2 separate regions of the Sus scrofa genome follow, and region 2 is linked to region 1. The links are chromatin contacts, called in public HiChIP or PLAC-seq maps. All regions are on one chromosome and are shown on one strand. Each heading gives the region's core, a stretch centred on a gene start, on an enhancer-like site or on the middle of the called end of the contact. The rest is flanking DNA. Distances are from core to core; before and after follow the strand shown.

What was found. HiChIP or PLAC-seq counts read pairs in DNA pulled down with a chosen protein or histone mark.
Region 2: a contact with region 1 is called in an H3K27ac HiChIP or PLAC-seq map of skeletal muscle, with 5 times the contacts expected there. The contact joins two enhancer-like sites. A contact is called at or near these places in 12 of 47 Hi-C or Micro-C datasets (alveolar macrophages, blood, embryonic fibroblasts and 7 more) and 2 of 2 datasets of contacts at active chromatin or transcription factors (alveolar macrophages and skeletal muscle).

Annotation. Positions count from the first base shown.
Region 1 is chr3:112,579,467-112,582,166 of Sscrofa11.1, forward strand. OTOF (otoferlin) reads left to right here. Exons shown (of 47, transcript XM_021087729.1): 47 at 452-1,639. The coding sequence ends at 632. DRC1 (dynein regulatory complex protein 1) reads right to left here. Exons shown (of 16, transcript XM_021087730.1): 16 at 2,299-2,550. Among named protein-coding and RNA genes, the nearest start is that of DRC1, 41 kb to the right of the region's middle. Within about 2 kb of position 1,330, at least 4 of the 83 cell types and tissues checked have an H3K27ac peak or open chromatin away from gene starts, as enhancers often do. A contact at or near this core is called in fetal liver and skeletal muscle, where this site is marked.
Region 2 is chr3:112,998,033-113,000,732 of Sscrofa11.1, forward strand. KIF3C (kinesin-like protein KIF3C) reads left to right here. Exons shown (of 11, transcript XM_021087735.1): 7 at 119-237; 8 at 694-810. Among named protein-coding and RNA genes, the nearest start is that of KIF3C, 36 kb to the left of the region's middle. Within about 2 kb of position 1,284, at least 47 of the 83 cell types and tissues checked have an H3K27ac peak or open chromatin away from gene starts, as enhancers often do. A contact at or near this core is called in fetal liver and skeletal muscle, where this site is marked.

The sequences.
Region 1 (2,700 bases), core at 80-2,579:
CTCCTCATGCCCCTGGCAGGACCTAGTGGGGACAGAAGCACAAGGAGGAGAGGTTGGGAGGCACCCCTCTCACTGAGGCCTTGGAGCGGCACGGGGCCCATTCAATGAACTGCTCCATGGGGGAGCCTCTGATAATTAGAAAGGCCTGCAGCCAGCGGCCACCTCTTCACGCACTGACCTGCCATCACGGCAAGTGTGTGGGTCAGGGACGGCTGCCCAGCCGCCAGAGACACCGTCCAGGTCTCTGGAGGAGAAGGGGCCCTGCAGGGTCCCGCAGCGAGGACAGGGGATGTAGGCAGCAAAGCTGGCGCCCAGAGAGGGGCTCAAACCCTCGCTGCAGCCCTCAGTACTCTGGGGACTGGGGCCATGAGGTGTCCCTCTTGGGGTCTAGAAGGGCAGAGAGGGTGCCTTGGAGATGCCACCACCTGACCCCGGCTCTCCCCTCCCCCAGCCGGCCTGACACCGCCTTCGTCTGGTTCCTCAACCCCCTCAAGTCCATCAAGTACCTCATCTGCACGCGGTACAAGTGGCTGATCATCAAGATCGTGCTGGCGCTGCTGGGGCTGCTGATGCTGGCCCTCTTCCTCTACAGCCTCCCCGGCTACATGGTCAAGAAGCTCCTAGGGGCGTGAGGCCCCCTGCGGCGCCCCTCCTGGGCCTGCACCTTTCCTCCTCCTCTGGCCTGGAGGCCTCGGTCCCAGGGCCCTTCATCCTGCTGGCTGGGCTGGTGATGCACAGCCCCCCCCCCACCCGCCTGTCCTCAGCACCCCAAGCCTGCTGCTGGCTCCGTCCTGCGCCTCTGGTCCTGGGCAGTGTGGGAAGGGGTGGGGGGCCTGCCCCGCTTGCTGAGGCTCCAGAGGAATCCACCCCAAACCCTCCCAGGGCCTTCCAGGTGAGCACTGAAGCTTTAATGATAACTGAAAATCCAGAATTGCATCATGGGCCAGTGCCCAAGCTTTAGTGGCTCAGTGGTTAACGAATCCAACTAGGAACCATGAGGTCGTGGGTTCCATCCCTGGCCTCACTCAGTGGGTTAAGGATCTGACATTGCCGTGAGCTGTGGTGTAGGTCGCAAACACGGCTCGGATCCCATGTTGCTGTGGCTGTGGTATAGGCCGGTGGCTACAGCTTTGATTAGACACCTAGCCTGGGAACCTCCATATGCTGCGGGTATGGCCCTCAAAAGACAAAAAAAAAAAAAAAAAAAAGAACGAGCAAGAAGCAGCCTCCTCCCATCCCCCAGACATAATCTTTCAAGGGCAGCTGACACCAGATAGCTTGGTTCTGTGGAAGTGGGCCAGATCCTTCCACCAGTCCTGGGGGGTGGCCAGCCGGCTCCCCGGGCTCCTCTGCTCTGCCCAGGCAGCCACTGAGTGCACAAGCCCAGTCCCTGCCCAGCCTGTGGGTGTCTGTCACTTCCCAGAGCTTCCTCAGCCCAGGCTCCCAGAGGACCAGTGAGCCTGAACACTAATGGGCCCCACACCCGCCTCACCCCTGCAGGCCCGCCTTCCAGCCCTCAGGGGGCTGCCTGGAGTTTGCACTCCAAGTGCTGCCCCCTGCCGGCATGAGCTGGGTTTCTCTTGGCTGTTTCTCCTTTGTTGAGTGGTGATGTTTCTCTTAATAAAAGAAATCAAACACTGAGCCGACGAGTCTGCAGTTGATCAAGTGGGGGGACTGGTGTGGGGGCGCAGGGTCAGCTGGTAAACTCAGGACGGGCGCCTAACCCTGTGGGGGGCCTTGTGGCCCAGGGTTCAAGGTGGGCCTAAGGTACAGGATGGCCTGCCCAGGCTGCCCACAGGAGGAACCTCACCGTACTGCCCAGGGGGCACAGCAGGGTGGAACCAGCGGGCCCCAAAGCTCGCCCAAAGTCCTGCAGGCCCAAGGACTGTCTGCAGGCATGAGACCTCAAAATGGCCCCAGGGCTCCAGCCGCCACCCACAGACACCAAATGCTCCCCAAAGCAAGAGGTGAGCCTCGTGCCACGGGCCTCCTCCCACAGCCACACACCTGTTCTAACGCTACAGTCTGAGCTGGGGACAAAGTTCTCTCATGGCACAGAGGCCGGGGCCCATGTCTCCCTGGACCTGAACGTTTTGAAAAAGATTCAGGGAGTTCCCCTTGTGGGTCAGCAGAAACAAACCCGGCTAGTATCCATGAGGACACGGGTTCGATCCCTGCTCTGGCGTTGCTGTGGCTGTGGTGTAGTCTGGGAGCTGCAGCTCCAATTCCACCCCTAGCCCAGGAACTTATATATGCCACGAGTATATGCCGCAGTGCAACCCTTAAAAAAGATTCAGATACAATTTTTTTTAAGACTTTAATCATGACCAAAGGATACATGTAACTCCTCTGGTTGCCTTAACCTGACAGTCCCCAAAACAGCAGCTAGAAAAGCGAGCGAGCAAGCCCAGGCAGCTCCCTGGGGACACCGCCTCCAGCATCAAGGCTGAAACCAACGTCCACCCTAACCTGGCAGCCTTTCGAGATCTGAGTCTATTTTGTGGGCATTCGGAACACATGAGTTGGAGGAACTTGCAGTTCGGAGTTTACCTGGAAAAGAAGGAGGAAAATCACCCCACGTTCCCCAGAGTCCTCCTCCCTCCCACAGACCCCGAATCATTAGCAGCACTTCCCTGGATGCAGACTATTGCCTTTGGAAGGGATTAGCAATGAGATCCTGCTGTGTAGCACTGGGAACCA
Region 2 (2,700 bases), core at 34-2,533, 420 kb after region 1:
CCAGGCGTGGGCCCTGGCCTCATGCTGGGAGGAGCTGGTGGACTCTGAGCCCGCAGCCTCTGGGGCCCAGGCTGTCTGCGCTGGCCGGAGCCTCCGAGCTGCCCCTGTCCCCACGCAGCTCTACGCCAAGCTGCAGGCGGTGAAGGCGGAGATCCAGGATCAGCACGACGAGTACATCCGCGTGCGGCAGGACCTGGAGGAGGCGCAGAACGAGCAGACCCGGGAGCTCAAGCTCAAGTAGGGCCCCTCCTCTTCCGGTTCGGGGTCCTCGCAGCGCCCCGCAGGCGGTACCGCTCCCCGCCGGGCTCCTCTCCTTCCCGAAGGCTTCATTCTGTCTACTCACCCTTGAGTCCCGGCCCCTTAGGAACAGAATGTGTCTGAGGGATGCAGGAGGGGCCCATCTGGGGTCTCTTCGACCCCCTGTTTCCTCCTTCCTTCCTCCACCTGCATGTGATGACCCGCAAGGTGCATGTTGGGTGCTGCCCAGAAGTAGCGCCTAAGGCCCCGAGCTCTGCATTAGAAACGTGATTTTCAAGCGCTAGTACGTCTCCAGGGATCCCCTCCCCCACCTTTTTGGTTTTGCCACCTGTTTCCTCTGCCTCTTTGCTTTTCGCTTTCTCATCCTTCGACCTTCCCATACAGCGGGTGGTCTCACCCCCCCAACCCCCCTCTCTACCTCATCCCTGCTCCCAGGTACCTCATCATCGAGAACTTCATCCCCCCAGAGGAGAAGAACAAGATCATGAACCGGCTTTTCCTGGACTGTGAGGAGGAGCAGTGGAAGTTCCAGCCCCTTGTGCCCGGCGGAGCGTGAGTCTCTCACCCTGTTGTCTGGGCCTGGGGACTCGCCCCAGCTTGGGAGCGGTCGGGGGCCTGTGCGGAGAGGAAGGTTTGGGTGGATTGCGGAGGGCTGGGAAGGATGCCGTCGGAGGACGGGGTGCTCAGGCCCTCGTTCCGGGTCTCCACGGAGGAAGGGCGTTCTGATAAACGCAGTGGTGCTTTGGCCTGGGATACAGAAAATACCCAGGGAGGGACCTAAGGAGGGCAGGAAGAGCATTCCAGCCTCTTGGCAATCCCAGGGAGTGCCCACATTTGGCCAGTCTGGTGAATATTCACTTATCTGAGGCCCAAAATAGCCACAGTCGGTCATATTGCTGAGCACTCTGTGTGCGTCGGGGTTATGTGAGACTTTGCAGGCAGAAGGTAAATCAGGCACAGTCAGAGCTCACAGTCCAGTGGAGAATACAGAGAAGTAATCAGATCAGGAAGTGATAGAGCCCCACTCAGCTGGGTGATTCAGCATTTCCACCTGTTTCCACAACCTCGCCTTGAGGCGCCATTTGCGTGCGTTGGCTGGGTATGGAGCTCCCTCTGCTGGTGGCCATGAAGAACGAGACTGGATGTTCAAACCCAGCGGAGGGACTGTTGCACCCAGCTGGCCCACTGTCCCTTAATTGAAAATCTGTGTACAGAGGTGCTCAGCAGGCCGGACACCAGTGCACTTCCTTGGAGATTCTTTGCTTTATCTATCCCAGGAGTATTAATGCCAGGAGAGGTCAGGAGTCTCTCCAAAGCTCGGGTGGGAGGCTAACTGAGTGGTCTGCAGCTTCTCACTGGAGCATCAGATGCCTGCTTAATCTGTCTACCTTCTGAGGGGCTCATCCTCCTGCAGGCAACACGACCCAAGTTTGTAAATGTCAAGGTCATAAGTCAAGGGCTTTTCAGTGGCATCACTTTGTGGGGGTTTTGGTGTGTTTCGTTGTTGGTTTTTTCTTTTTTCTTTTTCTTTTTTTTTTGGCCGAGGCCATGGCATATGGAAGTTCCCAGGCCAGGGATCAAACCTGTACGAAGTTGCAGCCTGTGCCACAACTGTGGCAATGCTGTCTCCGTAACCCTCTGTGCCACAAGGGAATGTCCTCAATGGCGTCACTTTGGATTTAAAATAAACCTTCAGGAGTTCCTGTCGTGGCTCAGTGGTTAACGAATCCAACTAGGAACCATGAGGTTGTGGGTTCGAGCCCTGGCCTTGCTCAGTGGGTTAACGATCCGGCGTTGCTGTGAGCTGTGGTGTAGGTCGCAGACACAGCTCGGATCCCAAGTTGCTGTGGCTCTGACAAAGGCCGGCAGCTACAGCTCATATTAGACCCCTAGCCTGGGAACCTGCATATGCTGCAGGTGTGGCCCTAAAAAAAAAAGACAAAAGACAAAATAAAATAAAATACACCTGCAGTAATACCTCATCTAACACAGAAGTTCTCCATCCTGGTTGCAACTAGAATCACCTGTGAGTTGGTCTCCAGAGAATCTGATTTTAAAGGATCTTGGGCGGATCCCTGGACTTAAAATTTTTTTTCGAAGCTTCCAGCTGATTCTACAGGGAAGCCAGGCTGAAAAACTACTACTCCAGTGCCATCTGCTGGAGGAGGATGCTGGTCTGTAGGGTTATTTTGTGTTTTCAGAGTTCTTGAGTTGAAGGTTGTAGGTGGAGGAATTTCTTTACATTGAATAGTGACTGGATGAAAGAGGCTCTGAGAAGACATGTAGCTTTTTTTGTTTAATTTTTTTTTGGGGGGGGGTGCTGTGCTGGTGGCATACAGAAGTTCCTGAACCAGGGATCAAACCCAAGCCACAGCAGTGCCAATGTGGGATCCTTAACCACTAGGCCATCAGGGAACTCTCTAGTTTTTAACTTTGAAAAAT